Regions from separate parts of the Hordeum vulgare genome. Here region 1 is linked to region 2. A link is a contact called in public Hi-C data. All regions are on one chromosome and are shown on one strand. The core of a region is the stretch at or near the end of the contact, and the rest is flanking DNA. Distances in the headings are between cores, read along the strand shown.

Region 1 (6,373 bases), core at 2,548-5,047, 450 kb after region 2:
AAGAAGAAAAAAGGGCCAAAAAGGAGAAGAAGAAAAGGAAAAAAGAAATGAAGACATGCACAAGTTGCTGATGAACGAGAGCCAAAAGGTAGCCGGGCAGGGGGGAGGGAGGAAGAAGCGAAAGAAGATCCATGCAAAGAACTAAGCAATTTCCTTTCCAGCTGATGAATTTTCCGCTCGCCGTGGAGGACGAATCTCGATCAATGCCGGTCGGTTATAAGGAAGGCTCGTCGCCGTCGGGCGCGGGGGCGGCGGCGGCGTCCGTGGTGGCATGCTGGGCGGAGGAGGCGGAGCGCCGGATCTCGTCGATGCGGGCGGCGGCGTCGGACATGTTGGGCCTCCGGTCGGGGTGCTGGGCGGAGCAGTCGATGGCGAGCTGGAGCAGCTGCACCATCTCCTCCTCCACGTTGTGGTACCTGAGGAGCTCCTGGTCGAACACCTCGGCGGTCCACTCCTCCCGGACGACGGACTGCACCCAGCGCGGCAGGTCGAGGCCCTCCTCGTTGACGACGGCGTGGGTGGGGGCCTTGCCGGTGAGCAGCTCCAGCAGCAGCACGCCGAAGCTGTAGACGTCGGCCTTCTGCGACACGCGCCGGATGTCGGTCACCTCCGGCGCGCGGTAGCCGGACACCCGTGTGGGGGAGAAGGAGGGACCGACGAGCGTGGGCAGGCCGTGGTCCGACACCCGGGCCTCGTAGCTCTTGGTGAGCAGCACGTTGGAGGACTTGATGTTGCCGTGCGACGCCGTCGGGCCCGTGGAGTGGATGTGCGCCACCCCGCGCGCCGTCGCCAGCGCGATCGCCGACCTCGCCTCCCAGTCCAGCGGCGTCAGCCCCGACGACCGGTTCCCTGCAAGCACACGACGACGGCATGAACATCAAAGTTAATCACAGTTACCGTGCGCATGTGGTTGTTTCTTTCCTTCTTTTTGGCTTCCGTTGGTTTTACGTTTCATGTGCATGAGCATGGCATGCCAGCCATGTGTTGTTATCTACTCCACTCCCGTCCGGGCTCATGAATGATCCACTTAAATCATGTGTGAACGCACAACGCCAGCCATTATTGGCGCGAGGAGGGGGAGGAATCCCGAGGATTGGAGCAGTGGCGCCTAACTAAATGTCACATGGACGCATATCAACTTCATCAACCACCCTGCCCCGGCCCAGCCCTTGCCCGCTCACATCACATGCGCAACTTGCCAAGGCAAATTTTACCACCACCAGGAATCAGTCCGCAACTAATAACTCCGCGTACGTGCTCGCACAGTTGCATCGTAGTACGCACTACTACTACGACTAGTAGCTTCTCTCGAGGGGGAGGATTTCAAAACGAGCCTCCATGGACCACGAGCTTGGCAAGGCAAGTTGGGGTCGTGCCAAGGGCAGTCATGGCTGTCACGTTGTTTGCCGCCTTAAACTAAACTAGTGGGTTAGATCCCACGCAACTCGGCTGGCAACGCTGAACCCGACAACCCTACTACTGTAGTCGTACATACTAGCGTACAAATTGCAGCAGTTCGAGCGTCTGCACGTAGTACTACTAGTGCTACACCGTGGCATGCCGGAGCTGGAGCTGGGCCGGGCAAGGCCATAAAGAAACCGGGCCGGGGACGCGGCGGGGGTAGGTCAGGCCGTGATGTGAGCCAGCGAATTGATCGTGTCCGAGGGAGTGGTTAAAAGGGGAAACGGAATGGATCGGGCGAAAGCGACCCGGCACCGCTCTCCCCGCGCCCTTGGTTGGACTTTTTTCGCGCCGGCGAAGGAATATCGCCAGCCTGTTCGGGTCGATCCACCGACACGACGGCCGCCCGGATAACGAACCGGCCCGGCGCGAAGCCACTGTAAATAAAGGTAGTAAAAAAAAGGAGCGAGTTGTTTTTTTTTCTTTGTTTCTTACCGTGGAGGAGGGCGGAGAGGCTGCCCATGGACATGTAGTCGTAGACGAGCAGCTTCTCGTCCTTGCTGAAGTAGTAGGCGCGGAGGGGCACCACCAGCTCGTGCTGCACGGCGCCGATGGCTGCGATGCGCTCGCGGAACTCCGGCTCGGGGAGGTCCACGTCCTTGAGCCGCTTCACGGCCACCGCCGCGCCGCTCTCCATCACCGCCTTGTACGCCGTCCCGAACGCGCCCTTGCCCAGCACCTCCGCCGACGCGCGCAGCAGGTCCTCCAGGTCGAACGGCGGGGCCGCAGCCATCGGACCGAAGTAGATCAGCTTCTTCGACCCGGCCGTCGAGCCTCCGGACTTGGCGGCCGCTGCGACGGCTGCCGGCACCGCTCCGGCGGCGGCGGCGGCGGCGGCGCCGCCGTGGACGCCGTTGCCGTTCTGCCCCTTGGGCTCCGCCGCGTCCAGCGGGCCCATGCCCAGGTCACGGCCCTTCTCCACCGCCGCGGTGGACCTCTGCGCGCTGCCGGACTTCTTCCGGCAGAGGAAGAAGAGCAGGGCGAGCAGCAGCAGCAAGCCGAACACGCACGCGATGGCAATGCCGGCGATGGCGCCGCCGGAGAGCTTCTTCTTGCCGCGGCCGACGTCAGCGGCCGCGCCGCCGCCGCCTGGCTGGGCCCCCGGCGATCCTGCCGGCGTCTCCGCGGTCTCGCCGGGGCAGAGGCCGAGCGGGCCGCCGCAGAGCCCGGTGCCGAGGAAGGAGTCCTTGGGCATCTTCCGGAGCTTGTGGGGGATGGAGCCGTTGAGCTTGTTGTAGGAGACGTTGAACTGCTCCAATGTGGGCAGGTCCAGCTTGGGGATCTCGCCGGAGAAGTCGTTGGCGTCGAGGATGAGGGAGCCGAGGCGGTTGAGCTTGTTGAAGTCGGGCGAGATCTCGCCGGAGAACTTGTTGTGGCCGATGTTGACCCTCACGAGGTTCCTGAGCGTGTAGAGCGACGCCGGGACCTCGCCGGAGAAGGCGTTGTGCTGGAAGTAGATGGCCCGGAGCTCGGTCATGCGGGAGACGTCGTCGGGGATGGGGCCCGTGAGCGCGTTCCAGCGGAGGGAGAGCGTGCGGAGCGCGGTGAGGTTGCCGAGCACGCCCGAGGGGAGCGCGCCGATGAGCCCGGCGCCGGGGAGGCGGAGCTCGACGACGCGGCCGTTCTCGCAGGCCACGCCCTGCCACTGGCACGTCTGCGTGCTGCTGTTCCACGACGGCAGCGCGGACCGGCCCACCGCCTTGCGCAGCGCCTCCAGCGCCTGCGCGTCCGTGTTGAGGTCGTCGGAGAGGTACGCCGGGAGCACCGACGCGAGCGCCAGCACCGCAAGGGCCAGCCTCGCCGGCCTCGGCATTGCCGCCATCGCCGGCGGCGTGGAGTAGGAGGAAGGCGGGCGGCGAGAGTCTCTTTACTTAGCTCGAGGAGAGCGCTGCCATGGCCATGGAGGAGAAGAAAAACAGACACTCTCTGTGTGGTGGTAGTACTGGCAGTAGTAGAAATAGAGTGGGCAGGGGGGAATCTTGAATTATAATGGAAGGTTTGGTTAGCCCAGCCAAGGAGCTGGAACGGACGGAGGGCCTGATTGGCACAACAATGGGCTCGCTTGATTGCTTTAATCATGGGTTGATTAACCGGGTGGAGCTTACTGGAGCCTAGTTGGAGAATTCCCACTTTCCTCTTTTTCTAATCCAAAGCTCAGAGAGAGGGGGTTAAGGAAAAGGCAGATTAGCAGCAGGTGGAGTCTTTTGAGGCCCGATGAAAGGCTGGACCAGGGACCAGCCTGACAAAAGACACGAGAAAAATAATACTACTCCTACTGCTGGCCCTGTAGTATATATAGTATATAACATATTTCCGTGATGAATGGATTGTTTAAGAAATCGTGAGCTAGACAGATGAACCGTGCTCGCTTTCACCGGGAATTCCATCGGGAGAAAATTCCTAACCACCGCGCTGCAGAATCTTTTGGAGTTGAGTGAATTCCAAGCTTCCAATCCAACCACGAGCAAAAGGTTTGTGGGTACTGCTGTTTACTGCTGCTGGCCAGTGGGAGTACCCGAGCATCGCATGTTATCCAGTTCACGGGCATTTATCGGCCAGTTCCCCGGCCAAGCTACACGGGCACGGTCTCGTGTTTAGCGTACGCACATTACTTGAATTTTCGGTAACACGTACAGTACGTACGTACCCAGTGCCCAAAAACGCAGCGGTAACTGTCAAAGGGAAAATTAACTCTTGGCTTGGCAGGTTCAGGATCGCAGGCCAGGCTTTTGGTTTCGGTCAAGGACTCGCCGGCTGAGCTGCATCATCACGCTCCAGGCGAGACGAGACTGCTCGAGAGAAAAGAATGGTGGCCAGTGGCCAACTTGTTGATGTCCCGGGAGAACAAGAGCGACGAGCTCTGGCAAATGATGATGATGGCATGGCCCAAGGAAGTGTGGCACCTCTTTTTTTTGGGGGGGTGCAATGATCGACGGTGCGTACGGTAGGTCTTTCCGGGCAGCAGGTATCGTATCGGGTACAACGAACTCTCTTGTTGTTCCATCGGTTGGAAATTTGCGAGATATGGGCTCCGCCCCGCCCACCAACTAGATTCTTTTGTCTACCCAAGCAAATGCAAATCGGTCCAGCCCAATCGTATACCCAAGCTTGCTGATGATGCATTGACCGACTGGCTAGGTAGGTTTTACTAGCGACTTCCGATTTCGTTTCTTCCATCTCCACCTTTCCTGTTCCCTCCTTCCAGGTTGGTTCAAGCCTTGAAGCTGAAACAATTTCAACATGGTGCTGTACTGATAATGACGCCTACAGGAGGAAGAACCCTACCGATTGCAATACATTCCATGGAACAGCGACGGCAGGGGTAAAAGACATGGAGGTGGAGACGATAATAACACGGATGTAGAGGAAGCCAGCAACCAAAGGGCGCGACAGTGATAGTTTTCAATGCCGTTGACAAAAGCAACTGCTTTCGAAATTGCGGAAGCTATGTAAATGAGATCAAGGAATATCGAATTTCAAAAAGGACAGCTAACGCTAGAGGATGATGCAGATGGTCACCTACTTACCATGCTGAACTGGTCGTGAAAAATGCTGGAACTTGTGTGCAGCCATGAGATAGAGGCAGTTCTTAAGACGCGGACTCTCTTTTTTTTTGTAAGGAAGATTTGTCCTGCCAGATGTGGCGACTGGAACTGGGCTGAAAGACCCTTATAATCAGCTGACAAACTCAAGCACGTGCCTTTTAATTCCACCAAAATCAACATAATTGCAGCACAAATTCAAAGATGGTGCTCTTGTTTATTTTCATATCGCAGACACAATACCATCAACTATGGCAGAGTCATTCAGCATTGCACCACTCCGGACGAATTAAATTCACATTGACACAATGCCAGCAACTATGGCGAAATGAAGTCAACCGAGGGCAAAATATTGCCGACACATAATGAGGCTCAGGCACCTCTCTGTGAAGAAGTTGACTGATCCTATACATGACAGCAGCTATGCTATTTCCAAAGAGTGGACCACCAGAATAGTTTTCCCACTTTGTCACAATCACAAACTTAAATCGACGAAATGAATCAGCAGATATATTGAAGCTTTTGATACAGCTACTTCTCTGGGTTGATTTTCCTCAACAACAAAAAAACTTCTCTGGATTGAGAGATGTGCCTCGTACTGATTCTGAAGCATGCTTGCATGATTGTCCAATATGCCTCATCGTCAGTGGCAAAAATTATCATGAGCCTGTTCTCTTGACTTGGCACTTATTATCTGAAAATGCAGAGGATGTCGGTGGAGAAATCATGCCACACTTTTTGTGTGTATGATATATGGGTCTTATTTTTCATAAAAAGAATCTTGCCTAAGGTGTGGTTAAAACCAAACACTCACCTAACTTGAGGTGTGGCTGTGTGACAAAGCGTGGCTAGAAACCAAACAGCTAAGAAGTGATGTATTTGATGACCCCTTTTTAGTCATTCATTGGCAGTAAAACCCAAGTGTTGACATAAACTTCAGCAGATTATTGTTCTGGGTGCTTCTTTCTTGTCTGAACCCTTTCCTTTGTCTACCTAATACTAACAGTGATCTCAAGGAATCTAAAATATGGTTTCTCTACAGTACCTGATATTTGCATATCTGACTTGTTTCGTTATCTTCGGATGTCTACCGTCAAGTCAATTGGGAAATCAGAGAGACATGACAATGAAAACACAGGAATAACCTGACACCACTTTCCCGGATAAGAGCTACTGTTAGATACTAAAATTCCCAGCATGAAATGAAAACACTGGAAAGATATATGTTGGATCGGTGACTAAGATTTTTATATAAATATATCTACTACGTAATGCAACATAAGGATACACCATATGTTAGGAAACATTACAGTTTAGTGTTTACAGCAGACTTGAAGAATATTTCTCTGTTCACTCCATTGCCAGAAAGT
Region 2 (6,343 bases), core at 940-3,439:
CAATAATGCGTGTGAGACTCTAGAATAAGCTAAAGAAGCACACTCAAATGTCACATTGCTTTCAACACATCCCTACAAGGACATGAATTGGGTCATGCCTTCTAGTCATGACTTTAACTATTATGTCCACGTGCTATAGAGAAATGTGTCCACAAATATGATATTAAACTAGAAGCAACAACAACACCTATAACATTGACATTTGTAAGCTTGTAGAGAGGAACGAAGGAAAATGCATCAACGGAGCAAAGTGTAAATGTGAAAACTCACTGCAAAGCACTGCCATTCAAAATTCAAGTCACAATACTTCCTTAGAGGATTGGAGGAAATACGCATCAACGGGGAAAATAAAAAGGGCAAAAACTCGTTGTAGAGAACCATCAGTCAAAACTCAAGTCATGTCACTTCACGAGACTCGACCTTACTTCAGTTGTTGTCAGGTGTCAAGATACATGCTACATGCATTACAATGAGAGGATTAAGTTTATATAGGTATGAACCAAACCAAGATGTAGATGGTCTTAATGGCCATCTTAGGTCGTGCCTCCGCGGCATCAACCTGTTTTTGCCAATGAAAATGTCCCATTACAACAATGGGAGTGCAATGCATCACTTACAATGTCCATCCGGTCCCAAATTTTATCATGGATCACACTCCACAGATGTAAAGATGGATGGACCAACGGAAACTCGCCCATTCCGATGCAACCGTATAGGAAAAGAAAAAAATGTAACCAATCTTATCATAAACTCGTTGGGCCATGACATAACAAATCAGGGATCATTAGCTGATTTTTGAATTCAAGGCAATACTTAGTAAACATCTTAGATATCATAATAATGAGCAGTATTATGGATTTCCAAAAAAAGATGTCAAAGTGTTTGATACTGAGGTGGCAAAGGGTGACGAGGAAGGACACCGTGTATCCATTATGTCTGCAACAGGTGATGGTATATCTCGTGTGTGGCGCAGGAAAAACCCCTCCCAAGCCGCCAACAACTAAAACATAAGAAACATGAAAAACCACGAGTTCTGAGCAGTGACATAATTTACAGTGCCAAATGCTGGCATGGTACTTTTGGCTTCAAAACGTTTACCATGAAAAGCGACAAACCTTGGCATCTTGGCACCATCATGTTGATTTGTTAGATAGCATGTGAAAGCTAAAAGCAAGAGATAAATGTTACAATGTTACGTGATGGCTAAAAAGCTATCTCTTTATCAATCGGGAGTGCCAAGAAAGCACAACGAAATATTATTATTGTGCTGAAAATGAAAGAAGTGTGACGAGGAAAGGCATCGGGGATAGCTATCATGCACGAGATTGGCGAGGACACGTCTAGACCCGCGACAACCCTGAGCCCCTCACAACCGTCAACAAACAAAATCTTAAGTAACACGAAGGAAAAACAACTCCATAAATAGTATCATGATTTACATTACTAAACTGACAAGATAATTTTGGTATAGTTTCATACGATACATGCAATCGAGGTTATTTACAGAATGGCTCGACAGATCACAACCTCACTTTGGTGGCATTGTGAGCCTGTGACACAAATATGTCGATTTATAAGATGACACATGTGAGAACTAAAAGCTGATTTGCAAGATAACGCATGTGAAAACAAAAAGCAAGAGATAAACGTTACAAAATGGCATGATTTGATGGCTAAAAAGCTGCACTACCTCTTTATTAACCGGAAGGATTACGTTTTTTTCCAGCCGCGATCTCCTCGGGCAACTGAAGATGTTCATAACCGGGAAAGAAATCAATTCACACGCCGCATGATCTCCCCACAAACTGACCGCTATCACGAACGGACCTGTTATTGGCCAGAAAGACGGACGATAACATGCCTTTTCCGTGGAAAGAGAAAGGCTGACACGACCGGGGGCCCTCCCTCGCCACACATACACCCAGTCCACCCGCGCCATCTCCCTGCCCCGTCACCCGCCACCTCACACGGCGTTCCTGGACCGAGGCCACCCAGCCGCCAGCACGCAATCCAGTTGCCGCACGAAGACAGCCAGTCCACGGCCTCGCGTGCGCCCTGGACCGAGCCCCCTGCACCGCCCCGACACCCGTCCCCACCTGGCAGGGTCGCCTCCACGCTGGACCCGCACCCACGGGAAACAGGCGCCGTTAATGGCCGCCACAACGGTAAACGTTACCCCTGGGAAGGGAAGGAGAAGAAGAGCGCCCCGATCCCCTCCCCCTCCACAGATCACACCACCACCGTCTCCGCCCCCAAATCCATTCCCAGGCTCGCGTTTCTGCTGCCGCGCGCGAGCTCGGGAGCTCGGGCTGGGCTTTAGGGCTCTACTAGGCCTCCGCGTCCCCGCGCCCCTCCGCCTCCCCGGGGTTAGGGTTACGCCGCGGTCGTCGGGGCCTGTGTGGCTGCGAGGCGCCGCGGGCCGATGCGGCGATCGCCGGCGATCGAGACGCTCTAGCGGAGGGGATCTGCTGCCAGGGTTTCTCCCGCGATGGCCGCCGACGCGCTCTCCATCATCCCGGGCGCCGTGCTGCGCAACCTCGCCGACAAGCTCTACGAGAAGCGGAAGAACGCTGCGCTCGAGGTGAGGGATTTCGATTGCTTTGGGAGACGGGGCGGGGCCTCGTTCGAGCAATCGCCCGGGATTTGTGGCTGATTTTTTTTGTTGTGGCCGTGGTGTGTTGGTGGTGTAGATTGAGGGGATCGTGAAGCAGCTGTCCACAGCGGGGGAGCACGACAAGATTGCGGCTGTGATCGGTCTGCTCACCAACGATTTCACATACTCCCCGCAGGCGAACCACCGGAAGGTTTGCTAGGATTTGCTATGACTCTTGTTTCTGCTGCTGCTGCTGGGCGATCAGATTTATTAACTTCTATGGTGTTTTGTTGTTAGCAGGGCGGATTGATTGGTCTCGCGGCAGTTACTGTAGGGCTCACCAGTGAGGCTGCTCAGCACCTTGAGGTTTGGCAATTGACCTTGTGACCAAATATATTTATTGAAATTCCATCTAGTTTGATCCAATTAATTTTGTGTAGAATTATTCTGTACCTCTGTGTCTTGAGACTTCTCTGCCTTGATTTTATGAAATGTCATATAAACCGCGAGAGCAATTGTGGGACTGGATTGCTATTGGTAGTACTGCAGTAGCCAGTTGGCTTATTGAGGTTCGGTAATGGTCATTGAAGACAATACCTGGCTTCACAGTCGCAGCTGCATTCATGTGATTAATCGTTAATTTTAGTAAAAATACTAGATGCAATGATGGTTTTTGACTCGTGTAGTTTTCATTGGCTATTTCTTTTCGTTTGCATGCTAATATCATAGTTCAAGTGTTGGGGCCCAGCCATTTATAGTAATAAGAAATATGGAAAGATGTTGTGTGTTCTCAGAAGAATATGGAAAGCTTTTGGGGCCCAGCCACTTAGGACTGGCTGGATGGGATTTTATGAAGTTCTTATTAGTGCTAATGTCATAAAATCGTTCAGCGTGTGGATTCACCATGGTTGCTGGGAGGGTCTGCCCCTTTTCCCTCTAGTATTCTTTTGTGGGGGTAATAGCATTTGACGTACTGGATATATTAGTTATATCTTTCTTTTGTTCATATTGCGAGCCACAGCATGCGAGAATCTTATGGAGGCACATTAGTGCAGTCTCCTGGAGTTGATAGGTTGGATTTGGAGGAAAGATGGGATACGGTAACAAAATTGTCACATGCCACTGGCCGATCCGTGACAAAATTGTCTTATTAGTTATTAATTTATGCATTCCATCAATGCCGTATACAGCATAAACTCTATTCTGTTACTTGCGCCACCCCCACCCCACCCCTCCCTTCTGTTCGTGCTGGTGCCTGGTCTGCTTGATAAATACGCTACTGTTGCTCTGTGTGTGCATCGTCGGGGATGGGGTAGCATTGTGATGTTTGTCAATTGTCCACAAGCTCAAAGGTGAAGCTTGGAATTAGTTTGCATAATATGGTTGCTGTCCTGTGATATTGCATGACAGTACAGCTCCTAAGTAACTTTGCTAGTATCCCTTTAAGCACCATGAAATTTTCTCTACAGAAAACAGTGTTCTTGTCTTTTGAATTATGTACCGATCTTACTGCATCTATCATGTTATACTATGGTTCTGGAAAGCAGGGCAGCTGGGGTTCATGTTTCAGCTGCGGGCACGAGATCTGAGCATGCATACCAGACATATGCCATATTTAACATACCAATTTGATCGAAACTTAATCTAATATAAGTATATGAGTTCTCTAAGTAACAAGATAGGCAATAGTTAACATTTAATACATCTTTCTCTGTCTTGATGTCTCAGTTTTATATACCAGATATATTCCTATAATCTTATGTGTGCTGTAATACATAGTATTCATCGGTAAAATTACTGGGACAATATTGGTAGTTTTTATCTTGGTGGTAAACCTACCAAACTTCAGCATATGCATTTGACAATTCAATGGTTTAACTTGAAGTGTGAAGCATATAGTGTGTTTAAGCTTCTTGCTAATCCAGCTACGCTAGTATTGTGTAAGCGTGCACGTGCAACACACATTTTATTAGAATTCAAAACTTGAATACATAAAGCATGTCTCACTGATAGTAAAACTCCATGCATGTGAGTTGTTGCAACATACCCATTAAAGATAACAAATAGTGCACAAATCAAGTTAGAAACAATAAATCATATGCTTTCATAAGTCACATTTACTCATATACATAATTATCAAAGCCAGCATCTAAATTTATCAACAATTATTATGCATGTGCAATGCATGTCTCGCGTAATATTAGTTGATCAAATTATAGTTTCCTGCAACATTGCAAAGTAAATGAACGTTTAGAAACTAAAACTGAAAACACATTCTCCAGACTTGAAAATGCCTGCAAAGAATATTGTTCTTAAAGTTGGCAGGAAAACATCACACATACATTAGTTCAAGTGGCCAAACAAGAAGTAAATACAAGAATAGAAGCATACATCGGTTCAAGTGGCCGAACAAGAAGTCAAATATACATTGAGCCAGAGAAGCCAAGAAAACATTCACAACAAAGGATCTATTGCTTCATGGAGATAAACTGGACATCTCAGTCATACAACATTTGATAAATTCATAATACCACGGAAGATCAAATGATACATATTTATCAAATCAATTATTTGTAACCTATCCGGGAATAGTCTATGTGCCTAAAAGATATTCCTGTAGTTATCCTTGCCAATGCTACTCTTCTTAATAATATTAAGTTATGATAGCCTGCAAGTCTGTGTGACTAAATGATATTCCTGTCAAAAAGCAGCCTAAGTATGTCCAGATGTGGAGACCTGTACAACAGATTAAAAAAAAATCTACCCAATATTTTGTGTCTATGCATCAGCTAAGCAGCATATTATCTACCCAAAACAAAATTCTATCGTGGGCATTAGGAGCGGTTTGGTGAGCAGGCAGGTTTTTGCGTGCGGAGGAGCAGCAAGCGATTTGCAGAAGCAATAACTACGTGCCAGTAATTACGGGGCATCTTCTCTAAACATGTTGAGCACATCATACATCATTAGAGCGATCTTAGATGTTACTCCCTCCTTTCCTAAATATAAGTCTTTTTAGAGATTTTACTATGGACTACATATGGATGTATATAGACATACTTTAGAGTGTAGATTCACTCATTTTGCTTCGTATGTAGTCCATAGTGGAATATCTAAGAAGACTTATATTTAGGAACGGAGGGGGTAGATGTAGGCCTGTGGACTGCGGAGATTGCCTGGATTCACTAAACTCGCACTTTTATATGTAGTGGAGATAATTCCATGGTTTAACCTGGAGTGTAAAGCATAGTGTTTAAGCTTCTTGCTAATCCAGCTATGCTAGGACTGTGATCGATCATGTTTCAGCTCTATACTTTTGGGCTGTGCTATTATTCTTTTGGTATCAATTTGCTTGCATAATGAGCTTCATTGGTGTGTCCTTCCAGCTAATTGTACCTCCCGTGCTTAATTCTTTCCTGGACCAAGATAGCAGAGTGCGCTATTATGCTTGTGAAGCGCTATATAACATAGCAAAGGTGAACATTTCATGGACTAACGTAAAGTAAATGATATGTATGCTTTATGCTAATGTGATATTTTTCTGTAGGTTGTAAGAGGGGATTTTATCATCTACTTCAACAAGATTTTTGATGCTTTATGCAAACTGTCTGCAGACTCCGATGCAAATGTGCAGAGTGCAGCTCATCTTCTTGACAGGCTTGTCAAGGTATGACTTGGTTTATATACACCCCATATCATGTGTCCTATTTTCTTAATTGTCCCTGATTAAATTATTTGTTTATTAACCAGGAC

Evidence for each region. A called contact is a pair of places that touch in the nucleus more often than the background predicts.
Region 1: a Hi-C map of leaf shows a contact between it and region 2, with 4 times the contacts expected there. The contact joins the promoter of LOC123449276 here to the promoter of LOC123449273 in region 2. A contact is called at or near these places in 3 of 6 Hi-C or Micro-C datasets (all in leaf).

The regions. Positions count from the first base shown.
Region 1 is chr4H:527,133,458-527,139,830 of MorexV3_pseudomolecules_assembly, forward strand. LOC123449276 (probable inactive receptor kinase At1g48480) reads right to left here and starts at 3,798. Exons shown (of 2, transcript XM_045126428.1): 1 at 1,897-3,798; 2 at 1-849. The coding sequence starts at 3,283. The coding sequence ends at 215. LOC123449278 reads right to left here. Exons shown (of 5, transcript XM_045126433.1): 5 at 6,159-6,373.
Region 2 is chr4H:526,683,736-526,690,078 of MorexV3_pseudomolecules_assembly, forward strand. LOC123449273 (protein VAC14 homolog) reads left to right here and starts at 2,190. Exons shown (of 20, transcript XM_045126423.1): 1 at 2,190-2,581; 2 at 2,691-2,804; 3 at 2,891-2,959; 4 at 5,977-6,066; 5 at 6,138-6,257; 6 at 6,341-6,343. The coding sequence starts at 2,489.